Regions from separate parts of the Siniperca chuatsi genome. Here region 2 is linked to region 1. The links are chromatin contacts, called in public Hi-C maps. All regions are on one chromosome and are shown on one strand. The core of a region is the stretch at or near the end of the contact, and the rest is flanking DNA. Distances in the headings are between cores, read along the strand shown.

Region 1 (7,054 bases), core at 3,255-5,754:
CAGTCTCTGACGCAGGCATTTCACATCCACCTGGCAAATATAAATGGCTGGTTATACTGTATCAACTACCATGAGCCTCAGATTCTCCGCTTATTTTAAGCTATGATAACTGCGAAGCTTGTGAAACAACTTGTATGTGTACTTTTTTTTAAAGACTCAAAAATAGCATGATATATTCTTAAAATACTTGCCTCATCACAGGCAGAGCAGTCCAAAATTAAAAACATGAAGTACTTTTCCAGCACTGAAATCAGTTTTGCAAGAGCAGTAAGTCCTGCTGATATTTTGGAACCTATTATTATAAGTATTACAAACTAATGTAGCAACTCTGGCTACTTGTTGCCTAAAGTTCATTCCTTTTTAGGAAAGGAAGAGAAAATGTCACAAATGTTGCCCTATTTGGTGAAAGATGTCTATCAGTGACTGAAAAACATGCCAGCAGTACAGCTAGTGATAGGACAGTAACTATTAGTCAATGCATTGTACCAAAGCAGCGTGGTTGCTGGCTGTCTCAAATGCTAGTTATTAAGCTATAATGGTCTGAACAGGTAGGGACATCTTGTCTCTGCATTGTCAGCTGATCTATGTTTGCTTAACCTGTGCTTATCTGCCCAATTACACTGTCAAATACAAGAGAAGAGGACAGAAGAGAATAGAACATCTGCTTTTACAGTTAGGGATACAGAGACACCTTGCTAATTGTACAGACATTTCTCTGACATGGCGACCAAACCTTCCAGTTCTTTTCCAGGGGTAACAATAAAGTTTAAAGTTCAAACCCCCACTGGTTTCTAAAGACGGTACTCGGCGGGACCCTAGCCCTGTTATTATCTTCATAAACATAATCATAGGGCAGGTATCCTGACTGACGCCACAAGCTATGTGCCCCTCACTTAAACATCTCCCAAGCACTTCTCTGACACGCCACAAAAAGACCATTAATGTCTCGAGCAGTTCAACAGGAAAAATGTGCGGGCCTTGCAGAATAAAAAGCACAGATGAACACACATTTAGGCACACTGGTGTAAAGAGATGGGAGCAGAAATAAGGGATTTGTGGAAAAACACACAAACACAAATGCACACATACCTTTTGGCTTTCCAAGAGCTTGAATACTCGTGACAGGTCTAATTTCTGGACCCAGGGAATTACTAATTAACTTAAGCTTTTGGCTCTCTATTTAATTAGAGAGGTCTCCAAATGAACTTTAGACCAAAGCCATTTGCTTTTTAAACAAACCCCCTTTTTCTGACAGCTGTTGTGAGTTTGCCCTCTTCTCACAAAAACCACAAGGAAAGCACAGTTGTTATTTATGTCATCATAGGCTCTTTTTCTGGTTACCGTGGGAGGGAAGAAAGAGAATGGGGGGATGAGCAATGGAGTTGAAAAGTGTACATTTTAATTGGATTTCACTACAAACAAACAACTGTCAGATGTAATTAGCGTGGTTTTAGATTAGCACCACAATATTCCTTTATCAAATAAACACCATGTCACGCAAATCCAGGGCCAGCCCGCTGAGAGGGAACCAAGATGAAATGGACCCATTACCTTACTGTTCGCTGTAGGAAGTAACTGCTATTAGATATAAAATAATAAAATATAGAAATCTAACATGTAAGATTAAAAAAAAACTTCTCACTGTGTACTTATTGTTAAATTATCAACATGAAATGAAGGTCTCTTTCTTGCTGTCTTTCTCATGTATGTGTTGCATTGCCTTTAATGTGACAACCAGGGGACCGTGGAGGTCAGTGACAAGGCAGCTGAAAACCAGAGTCAGCAATATCTCTCTTTTTATTCTCTCTCTCTCTCTCTCTCTCTCAAACACACACATGCACTCACAGATTATGCTTACAGCAAAAGCAAAGCCACATTCAAACACGTATGTGTCTTATTATTAAAATTATACATAACATACATCCTGAAAAGGGCAGGCAATCACTATGCTCTAGTCTTTTTATAAAATCTCTGCCGTTACTTTTACAATATTACAAAAAGGTGTAAGGATGAGTGTCTCCGACAAGCCAAAAGGAACACCGGACCATCCATCACCACATCTTGACACTTGTTTAGGTATTGTGTTAAGGAAGAGGTCCATTCTTCAGCCATACTTTGCTTTTTTAACAATTCCTCCAAAGCCCTCCTATATCTGCTCATCTAAGCAGGGATGAAACACGGCAAAACTCCCCTCTTTATTTAGTCTAGGGGCAGAGAGCTGATACATCAGTGAAACCGCGGACAAAACCGGCCCTGTTAATACCTACAATTTCATATACAAGAACATTCCTGTGCCTGCTCTGCTCTTCTTCTTTACTGTCACAGAAAAAAAGGAGTCTTATTTTTTTTTCTTTTTAAAAGCAAATAATTAAAGATTATTCCACAGCTGGTGCCAGGCCAGAAAAAAGAGGCAGGGTTTGAGAGGGATAGTGTTGGCTGGAGTCTCCTCGGGGGAGTTGTGGAGACACATGCTTGCTTGCCTGTATTAGATCAGACTGAGACCTACATTGGAAAAGATGTTGTTTTATAATACTGTTCACAATACATATCCCTGTAGTTACAAAATGGTCCAGAGAAATATTCATATTAATTGTGGCCAGGTGGGTGGGCATTTTGGAATTTTTTAAATCTTAAATCTCATAATTGTGAGTTTTAATAATAATAATAGAATAATTGAGAAGGTTTCCATGCAACTAAGGCTAAATTATTTGGTAAATTCATCTCATCTCTCATTACACTGTTTGTTTAAGCCCACAAGTCATGCATAATTAATTAGCCACTTATTCCCTGACAAGCCCTGCCAATGGCCTTGATATCCACATGCGATTGCCTTCAGGAATACCACATGCCAATCATGCCTCATATGAGATATACATGCATACACAGGCACATGCAGATGCTGACACACAGTAGCATACATGAACCGAAGAGAAAGTAAGGGTGACACAGATATCCTGATAAAAATACTATCATTGTTATCTTATCTATAAAGATTTTTTACTTTGTTTTATTTCCACAGATATACTATACTATCACTTTCCCTTCTTTCTCCATTTTTCCTTAAGGTCTATTGATGTGCATTTGTCCTGTGACTGGGCTCTCTGCCTTTTAAATCCCCGCCTTTGTCTTTGGCCAACAAGGAAGAGAATGTATCATTTGTCATGAGACGTCTTGTGCTATTGTGGTGTATTTTTTCTCAAACCTGGAGTAACTTAGTCATTCATCAACTTTTTTCCCCTCTTAACTCAGAGCTTGTCTTTTTAACTTCTCTTTGGATGAGGTAGTTGTGCATATATTTTTTCTGGATTTGATTTTACCTTGCCAGCTTTTACAACTATGAAAGTACTTTGTAGAGCAATCGATAAAATGTGGCATATAACCTTTTGTACTGTGCATTATTTTGTTGGTAAGTACATGAGGGACAAACCTTTCTAAAACAAAAGCCTGCTGAATGCTTTGTTGAATATGTAAGATGAGGACTTTGAGGCACTCACATGGACCTGAAGGGCTGAGCAAGTGTCCTTCATGGTGACTGCATCAAGGAGTATAGAGGACAAGCAATGTCACAGTCTGAAAGGTAAATGCAGCTTCAAGTCTACACCGAATAGATACATATGTACAGCAATAAAGTAAAAGTTTAGAAATATCAGTAAGGAGGCAGTTTCTCTTTGCTTTCGAATTGCCCAATCCCTGTTCTCCCCTCCCTACCTGACTGCCATGCCACAGAAAAGAACATCCAGAGATGCAAATGAAAGACGAGACAGAAAGCAACAGAGAACATGAGACAGAGACTCCAACAGAGATCCAAAGAGAAAGCAAATCAGTGAGACAATATGAGAGAAAGAGAGAGGCCTAATTTTTTCAACAGCCCATTTTATTTCACATAAACCTGAGAATCTTAGCCACCCCCAGGGCCCACAGGACCTCAGATCAAACAGAATGAGTCCTCGAACACACGGCCCCGATTGTTCTTTCCCCACCCTGCGAAATCCCCCCACTTCCACTTTGAAATGAAAAGAATAAACATATTATTCTAAATGAAATACCCAGACCCATGTTTTTCCATGGCTAATATCCTGTACGAGATGGCTGATGCAAAATAGGCAGGAGAGCCTGAGAACGGGATGGAGTACAGAGGGAAGAGAAAAATCCCCCTCTTTCTATTTTCCCTTAAGAGACTGATGAAGGCCTGGCGAGATGAGAGAGAGAGAGAGTGAGAGACAGACAGACATAGACATGAGAGAGTGAGAGAGAGAGAGAGAGAGAGAGAGAGACAGAGGGAGAGAGAGAGAGAGAGAGAGGGTAACGCAATCCTGACTGGCGCAGGACCAACAGCAACAAAAACATTTAGATAACCGCGCTCAATAATGAACGATTTCAATGAGGACAAAAATTACATTTCCTACAGATAACATGCCCCCTTCCCATAACAGAGCCTCGAAACCACGTCATGCTCAACAGTGGTGCACTGGAGTATTATGTTAGGGGAGGGTTGTAGTAACTATATTAGTATCCTTTTACCCCGCCAGAGACAGTACTTTACTGGTTGTAAGATAGAGTTGGCAGAGCTGAGAGAGACAGGGAGAAATATAGACCTTGTATGACAACTCTAGTTTCTAGCCTACACTAGTTTCACTGGAAAAGCAACAAATTACTCCTCAACCGACTCTGCCTGAGCTATACTGCTACCAGTAGCATGGCTCAAACGATTACCGATCTGCAATACACACTACAAGGGCCACTCAAAATAACACTCCACATACACATAACCAAGGATCGCTGCAGCACACTTGATCCTCACAGGTGGTGCAGGTCACAGCGAGAACACCATCCCCACCTTTCCCATCCACTAAGCACTCACTTCCTTTCAGTCTGTCAAGTTGCTGAGAGGGGAAGAGGCAAGAAAAGAGGAGATATAGCGTGGAAAGGAGGCAGAGAAAGAGAGAGGGAGTCTTTGTCCTCCTCCACTCAGCTCCAGCACGTTTCCTCCTCGGATCTGGCCAGCATTAGCATATGAAAGGCGAGGGAAGGCGTGCAAAAGGTCAAAGAAAGAGGATCCTGTCCAATGAGAGACAACAAAAACAGGCCACACCGGCCTTTGTGGCGTTCATGTTCTCCTCTAACCAACCTCGCACCCCTCCTCGACCCTGGATCATTTCCATACGCCAGATGCAATAGCAATGATGACGGTTGATCATAAATTACTCATAAAGTCGAGTCGGGTCATATGGAAGTCACGGTGGCAATTTTAAGCTGCGTCACCACCCTTGTACCCCCTCCTACCACTACCACCAGAGCTCACACACATGCAGGCATTCACATAAAACACACCTGCCTCGCAATTCCACAATTCCCTCTACCCAGACGGTATCCGACCAAATCCTTAGCAAACATCTCAACAAAGGAAAAAGTAAGAACAGTGTAGTTTGATTTGATCCATGAAAGCCGCTCCCTTCCTTCCATGTAAATGCTACCTGAGCCACATCCATCCACTACATAATTGCACACTTCAGTGCTTTAGGGATGCAGTTTAGTATATACATGGAGGCTTAGGGAGCCCAGAGTTTCCCAGTATCCACAGTTACTCTATTATCATACATATTGCCTCACATGACAGGTTCCATCTGCTGGCATCCGAACAAACAGCCAAAAACACCAGCCTGGTGTTTCCGGGTCCTCTCCAGCAAACACAGTCCTCTACCGGCAACAGTGGTCAGAGACAGAGGGCCTGTTGGGGAGAAACGGAAGAGAGGGAGGGAGAGAGAGAAGAGGGGTAGAGCATTTCATCTCTCTTTCATCTCTGTCACCCAGTCAAGCGTTCAATGCCCCATTCAGCGCCTGCCCAGCATTATGCAAAATAATGCTAATCCCCTTTCCCGTGCTTTCACACTTGTATAAACCGCCGTTCCTGCCTCTGAAAAGCAATTATATCAGTTTACGTTCCTGTCAAAAAACAGGATTAGCATGCAAGTACTAGTAGCACCAACTAGGCCCAATCTCTATCCACCTTTGGCTAGTGGGAAGCACAGAAAATTAAATGTTTGTCCACCCTCCCCCTTAAAAAAGAAAGTCCTGCTGCTTGGTTGGGGGCAGCTATAAAGATGTGTTGTAATTAGATATTTGGGTGGAATGAAAAGAAGGGCTGAACGTTTCAAAGGCAGAACTCCTTGTCCCTGTTATTTAGGCCCAAGCTTTTCTTTGCCAGAATCTCAGTCTTGTACAATAATCAAAAACAAATTCAGCTATGTCGCTACACAGAGCCATACCAGTCTCACAGTCCCGGTCTCGCTTCACAGACAGCAGTGTGTTACACATGTGACACACACAGACTGACACACACGACACACAACTGAACTGCTGTTGTCCCCTCCAACACATTGCCGCCACATGCGCACGACCTTGCCAATGCACGAGTGCACATGCAAACACACACACTGAGCAGACAAGGAAAGATGGCAGAGTATTTTTGAATATGCAAATGCTCGTACAAATGGAACGTGTGTAAATAGGAGTCATTGTGTGCTGGTTTAATCTGGACAGTCGGGCCTCTCTCTACCCCACTCATGTTTTGGGGGGAGAAGGATGCACACCCATCCTGACTGACGACAGATCAGGGGACATTAGTCAGCACAATTAGCCAGGTCGTCATGGCGACTAATGAAATTTGGCAAAGCGGCCAGCCAGAGACTTAAATGAGCTAGCTGGTTATGTGCTAGCACGGGGGGCTGGCTGGCTGGCTGCTGGCTGGTTGCCTTACACACACCCATTATTCTCTTTTCTGCCGTGGTGGTACAATGGAGTCACTTGTATCTCAGCCGATACCCACCGGCGATACAAGCTCTCCGCCTGACAATTTGCATATGTTAATATAATTAAGTGCTAATTACACTAAAACTCGCATATTCACAAGCACCCTCCCCAGGAGCTACGGAGGGGCTTGATCTCGTTCCAAGTCTTTAACCCTCCTCCGCCTCTCGCTCAGTGTGTGTGATAGAGAGAAAGTGTGTGTTAGCGGTGGTGCCCCAGGGCTGACAAAGGAAGCACCCCCCCCCCC
Region 2 (7,054 bases), core at 2,986-5,485, 96 kb before region 1:
TCCTGGAGATACTAATATCTTTTAAGGAAATAAATACCATAAAGATTACTGTAAATTTGTTTAAAATACAGAAAAATCAAAGGAAACAATGATTTTTGTTTATGTTCTATATCTTGGCCAACTACTTCATTAAGCCCAATAGTTATAAAAACATTTGTAAAACCTTACATCCAAAATACGATCAGAAGTGCGTAGCTTCATTCCCCAATTGGAAACCTTGTGGTCAGCTTCCTTCTGTAGATCCTCAATGGTCTGAACCAGCACCTGGTTCTGTTCTGCGAGGTCATTCACATAAGACCACAGGAAATTCACTTTCTTCTGCAAGAATAACAGCACAGCAGGATCAAACAGTGTGTTTTAACAAGCTGACAGTAGAACCAAGCAGTTTTCTTTCTATAATACAAATTTTTTTTATTAAGTCAGTCAAATCAATGACAAACTAAAATGTTTGCTTAAATCAAGAAAGCAGTAAACACATATTTTGTACATGAAAAATGATGTACAACTTCGGTCACTCAGAAACAAAATCCAGCAGTTTTGCCTAAAAATGTCAATGAAATAAAACTATTTTGTATTTGCTTTGTATGCTTTGGGGGAAACAATTACATTTTTGTGAACCTATGAAGACAACTTTTTTTCACTGGCATTGTTGTTTGTTTTCCCTTCAATATCCACTGGTGGCAACTAAATTGTGATTTATATATTTAGGATTATGTTTAGGCAAATAAAACAGAAGAGAAAGATCACTAACAAACAAAAAAAACTATATCAAATGTTTAAAACACACTGAATTACAGCATGGGAAGGGACACAAATGCTAGTCTACGATGTTGAAGTGAAACACCAAACCAATCCATCCACGCCAATTTTCACGCTGCAACTTTTCACTGTGCTATAAGAACATCACACTACCTCCTACGTTGGGGACAAAAGTTGCCAATGAATATAAATCATTATTACAAATTAGTTGCAATATGAATGTAGCTCCTAAGAGACAGAGTTCCAAAGACAGTATGTCATCTTCCCTGACCTATAAATGTAGTACTCCCTCTTGGCAAATCAGTGTTTTTGAAATTGACAGATTAAGGAAGTGAGATGCATAGTTTCCCGAAGATCCGTCAAACGTAAAAGTGATGTCAGATGTCACTTTGACACACAACTGAATGAACAGGAAAAGGCCTCCAATGTTGATGCCTCAGAAGGGAAACATGAGAGCTCCCCAGACAAACAGGATAACAGAATCTGAAAATGTATGTTTTATTTAGTTATATTTAACCCTTATGTCTTTAGAGTAGTCCCATTGAGATTAAGAATGTGATTAAACAGGGAGATACATGGGGTGGAGAGTCAATAGTCTCGCAGCGCAGGTTGTAATTCTTTTAGTTTGTGACAAAAACACACATCTGAAGACAACGAGTAGAAATTGTGGTGATGGTGAAATCCACTGCTGATGGCCACAGTCTCTCGTTCCACCGCAACAAGTAGCCCATGCATTTTTAACATCTGGATTAGGACCCACAAAACGAGAGCAGCAACACCTTGCTTATGAGGGAAGCTGAGATATGTAATTCATAGCCTAAGATAACATCATCAAAGCTGATGATTCTTTACATCAGATTTACGGCAGCTCTATTGCTTATTGTAATACATTTTGACTTGCATCACTTGCTTACTTATGTTTAGTTTAATAACACATCCATTTTAACCATATGCTTGTTATTAGTAGGACTTTATAGTAGGATTGAATTTCCTGTCTAAATCATTGCCCTACTTTCATCATGAATCATCACCTTCATGGGGGGTATTAAATTGGTTTTGAAATTTAAAACTTGTTTTACTTCCCAGAACCTCTATATAAAACTAGCCCAGCAATGGAGGTCAGATAGTCTTGGCTGTCATACAGCAGCCCGCCTAGGATTCACAATAGATGACCTCTGAACTGTATTATTAGAAAGGAATACTTCATGAGCAGGCAAGAGTATGTAGTTGGTCAGGGGTTAGGGCAGGTTCAGAAAGATGTTGTTTCCTGTTGCTGCTTTATGTCTGGGAGAATGCATTTCTAAGTACACATTTTATTGTTTACAAAAAATAGGTCACCTGAACATGCTTCACAACTGACATAATATATCAAATCTGCACAGTTCTTCAGTACAGTCTTTCGGGTCAGTCTTTTATCTCAGTTAAAAAAACCTGCTTGTGCAGTTGTTCCTTAAAGAGATTGTACAGGTAGCCAGATACCCTATATATACAATGATTGCAGCTCTGATTAAAAAAAAAAAGAGTGCCACTGAATTTCAGAATTTTCTTGCCTTAGAGGAGCACCTGTACATCTATGTTCATGAACCTCTGTCCCCTACAGCCAAAAAAGTCAACAAGCAGTTTATACCGTCCCTTGACGCATAATATAAAACTGATGTATAGCTTCAGGGGAGAGTAACTTTACAAAGACAGTAGATGTGACAGTATCTAAGATAACATTCTAGGGTTGACATTGTATTTTAAAGGTGTGGAACTGAAAATGCATCCATTATATAAAACTCAATAGCATGTTGGTTTACTGTTTTCCAGTTTTGGAACAGCTATTCAGGATCACTGCCCTAAAGCATAAGAAAAACATTTTTATATGAATTCTTTCATTAGGAGGTTGTTCAAGTGTTTTAACATGTTAGGAAACATCCTAAACCTACAGTGGGTTCATGGATGAATGGGCGTTGTGTTTTCAATGGACAAGCTTTGTGATTAACTGTCCACATCAACCTTTAGGACTTGGGAGCTCCTGGGTTCTAAACACATAACCTTGTTAAACAGGCCAGCGACTGGGGCCGGCTGACTGAAACCCATCTCTGAAACCTTGTTACCTGTGCTTTGATGCACAGCCCAGCTCACACGGGCTACATTCTGTAGCTAAATGATGTCACATGACAATCCTGATGATTAGAAACCTCTCTTTTTTAAATATGAGTGTGGATCTGTGTTCCTGATCTCTGCCGCTCAGATGGAAACATAATGCAATTTGCCACCTGTTACAAGTGCTGCGGCTTTATGAAAGCACCCCTGCGCTTCCTCCTGTCATTTGTCTGACAGGACGGAGGTCATCTTCTGATGCCCGAGTCACGCTGAACAGGATGCTCTTTGATTTGTATTGGATGGATGGTAACCTAATGACAATAGATGTCTGCAGAAAACTACACATCTTGTAGAGACTTCAGGGTCTGAATGGGGTACTCAATAATGCTTTTTAATATATATATATATATAATTGACGCTGTTCACATGAATACAATCCAGGGTGCAGAAACCTCGATGGTTAACTACGGAGGATGTGCCCAGTGGAATGAGGAACACTTGATGTCAGTGTTAAATTAGTCCCTATAGATGACTAGGGGATCTATATTTGATTACGATGACCTGACTATACATCCAGCCCACTGAGGTCATAATGGAAGCGGTGGGATTCGAACCCACGCCTCGAGAGAGACTGGAGCCTAAATCCAGCGCCTTAGACCGCTCGGCCACGCTACCGTTGTCACGCTGCAATTCAAAAAACATCTGGACGAAGATTTACTAACCTGCATCAGTTCCTCTCTGGTTAAAGTGTTGTCCAACTCAAGAAATCTCAACCTCTGCTCGTAAAGTCCTTTGAACTCGTATAGAAGCTGTTTCACGTTGTTTGTCTCGGTCTCAAGACCCTGGATGGCAACTTTCAGCTCTACTTCGCCTGAGGGAGAGGGCAGGTTCAAAGCATCACTTCCATGTCCCGACAGCTTCGAGTTGTCCCCTGACTCTGGTGATGTTGTCTTTTGGTTCATGGTTGTGCAAGTTTTCAGCATTGCTCAAATAAAGTATCTGCACTGTTTATGAAACAAACCACAGTCTTGAAATGGCTAACTAGCTAACTATCAAAATCGTGGCTTGTCACTCTGATTAAATCTTTGCACTGCCTTATAGTTTACACTATTAGACAATAGTAACCTGAAAAAAGTCAATGCATGGCATTTAGAGTGCATGTTAGACATTATCTGTGTTACTTTATGTGAATTACCGTGGCTTCTCCAACAACTTGGTCGCTATGTGCCGTTACTACAACGGAGGACGACTATGAGTGTATTATTTCCAGACCGAACGACGCTTCCCCCTGCAGTTTGCCGCTGTGTTAGCGCTGTGTGTTCTGATTGGCTAATTTTGACGATTGGCCTCGTAATTGTGACGTACCTGCACACCATTGGTGAGTTTTCTTCAAGAGGCGGGGTACATTTTTACAACCCGGAAATACAGATTGTTTTAGTCGTATCAGGGAGGACTGGACTACATTGAGTTCACCTTTCCCCTGAAAAGAAATGGGTAAATATATATTCGTTGTGTTATTTAGCGAACATTCAAGTATGGATTATTTTCTTCCATATCCTAGTATTTCCACAGGAAACTCAAATGCGGCTCGTCGGCTTCTTTTAAGCGGCTTAAAGACTCGTGGTCTAATGTTATCACCTCCTTGTTGCTGTCTAGTGACTGTTGTTTCTCCAAAGATGTATTTGTTCCCTTTTCATGCATGTTTTGCATTTAAAATCAAATCGATGGTTGATGTCTATCGATGTGCATAGCGCATACGGTTCAAATGACCAACTCTTGTGATTCATTACGAGTCCTCTCCAGGTATATTTACCAACTGCAACTTTGGATGGTAACCTTGTAAGAGTGTGTTCCCGTAGGAGTGTGTTATACTGCTCTGCACATAATTCCATTATTCCCCTAAATAATCAGTGCCAGAGATCAAAACCTTCCACATTGAGATTCAAGGCAAAGTTGATCTTATTGATTTTCAAGAGACTACTCACTTCATTTCTCTCATCCCAATCATCACTCCTCTACTCTTATCTATCTCTTGGTTATATCTCTCTTTTCCAGTGGCTTTGACTGTATTGCTCTTGCACACTCTGCCACAACCTAATCCCCACTGTGATTATCACATAATGCTCTTGCCTTATTATCAAAATGGAGCAGATTTAGGTTTTGTTGTTGTTAAAGATTGATGGGCATGGGCTAAAAAATTAGAGACAATGTCATTATGAGGAGAATGTGGAGCGGCTGATTGCATGAGATTGAAGTATAGGCGTTTGCCTCTGGAGCTAAACACTTAGTGTAATGAGTGTGTTTTTAAGGGAGTCACTGAAGTTAAATTGGGCTGTGATCTCACTCTGGGGTTATAAGGTCATTTTATACAGTTTCCAGATGAAGGCAAGTGATAAAGGCAGTGGGGTTATCTGTGCACTTATTTTTTAAAGAATTCCATCCTAGATGGATTAGCTTTATAGTTTTAGTCATAAAACAAAAAACATTATACTGCACATACATAGTGGCCTATTTCATAAAGTAAAATGGCTTCAACTAATATATATATTTTCTGACCAAGGTTTTTAATTTCAGTCATTTAAATTTTAGAAGCTCTAATCAGCAAACATTAGGCATTATACTGGATAAATGACTAACAATTAATTAAATATTTTTTCCATATTTGCAGTGCACTAGCTATAATGTGTACATTGCCAGAAGGCACTTTTTTCTTATTTTTGCAGGAAATCAAGGCATTAACTTCCAAATTCAGATGAAAGTATAACATGTCAACATGTCATTAGGGGTGCAATTTGTAGCGGCAGCAATCCAATTCCCCAAATTGATTCGTAGATACATATCAAAGATGAATTCCTAAAAGTAGCTAGCATCTGTTCAGTGGGGTTGACTGTGGCAAACTCTTAAATCTCTCATCCTGCAATGCCCTTCACATTCTCATAGATTTTACTGGACACAAAAATCAGCTTCCCCTCAGGTTAGAATTTTCCACTCCCACACACATTTTAATTGTTGCACAGAAACAGACAAAATGTTTTCACTTTTATTATGCCTGTGTTTTTCATGCGTAAAGAGAAGCTAAGAAATGTGCTGATCAAATATTCCTCAGCATAGCACATTTTTATTTGCATGAGGTGAGGCCCCAGTCCTCTCTCATTGACTCCTAACAAAGACACAACTTCAGTTCTCTCATTTATTAGCTGTTCCGCTTTTTCTTCCACATTCATTGTGCCTCTCTGCCCTCTAAATGTTTCATTACTTTTTAAGTTGTTTTTTGCAAACCCCTGTACTTATTACTCATACAGCCTTAGCATACTCAACCTTCATACTCATGAAATCAATTAATTCTCTTAAATAATTTACCTTCTGAGCAAACCAGATTAGGCAGAGCACATTTTTTGTGTGTCAGATATGCTGTTCTAACTGATGTGCAATTTTTTTGTGTTCAGGCATTAACTTGGCCCTCACCCCATGGCTCGGAGGAGTCTTGGGTGATTAGAGAAAGAGGAGAGCCTTGATAAAGCATTAGTGTGTGACGCACACACACGCACACACACAGCCCGAAGACCCCTCTGTGCATTTGCACACATTCATTTTTCATGAAACAGACTCATAACAATTAGTCTGGTTACCGCCTGGGTAATCTTAGTGTCCCCGTAATGCCTGTGGTCTGCTGAATGACATCACTCTCTTAAAAGTTCTAAATCTGACATTCTCATCCGTTTTCATAGTGAGGACATTAGCAGGCCATGGCTAATAGGCTCGCACTCGTTCCTGGCGAAAGAAGGGCAATAAAGTGAGGGAGCGGGAGAGAGAGAAAAAACGAGAATGGAGTGCTCAGAGAAATAGGTTTTATTCACCAGAGCTTTTACACAAATTAATTTACATGAGCAAGGGAATAAAATGTAAAGTTGTAATCCAGCATGCTTTGCCAATGCATAGCCTATTTCTCGCTACAAGCATCATAGAAAGCCAAGTGAACGTTTATGCATTATTTCAGCAAATATATTATGCTAACAACCATAGCTAAGTGCTAAGGAATTTGAGCACTACACCACACCAGGAGCTAAATCGAGACTTTTGGACACAGTTTCTAACTGGCATGGAATGATAGCCTTGTGAGCAGCTTCAGAGCGCTTGTCTGCTGTAGAAAAAGCAATACGCAATCCCCCAGAGATACTCCACCTTCCCAGCATCCCTCAGTCTTTAG

What was found. Hi-C and Micro-C count contacts between places; a contact is called where the count stands out from the background.
Region 2: a Hi-C map of skeletal muscle shows a contact between it and region 1, with 2.5 times the contacts expected there. The contact joins the promoter of pex2 here to the enhancer-like site in region 1. A contact is called at or near these places in 2 of 3 Hi-C or Micro-C datasets (skeletal muscle and an unstated tissue).

The regions. Positions count from the first base shown.
Region 1 is chrLG19:12,018,356-12,025,409 of ASM2008510v1, reverse strand. The region is part of intron 1 of zfhx4 (zinc finger homeobox protein 4); the gene reads right to left. Among protein-coding and RNA genes, the nearest start is that of LOC122866228, 17 kb to the right of the region's middle. Within about 2 kb of position 4,504, the one cell type or tissue checked has an H3K27ac peak away from gene starts, as active enhancers do.
Region 2 is chrLG19:12,114,473-12,121,526 of ASM2008510v1, reverse strand. pex2 (peroxisome biogenesis factor 2) reads left to right here and starts at 4,235. Exons shown (of 2, transcript XM_044177297.1): 1 at 4,235-4,341. The coding sequence starts at 4,338. LOC122866771 (trichohyalin-like) reads right to left here and starts at 4,118. Exons shown (of 29, transcript XM_044176862.1): 1 at 3,570-4,118; 2 at 169-318. The coding sequence starts at 3,830. trnal-uag (a tRNA gene) reads right to left here and starts at 3,522; the gene lies at 3,441-3,522.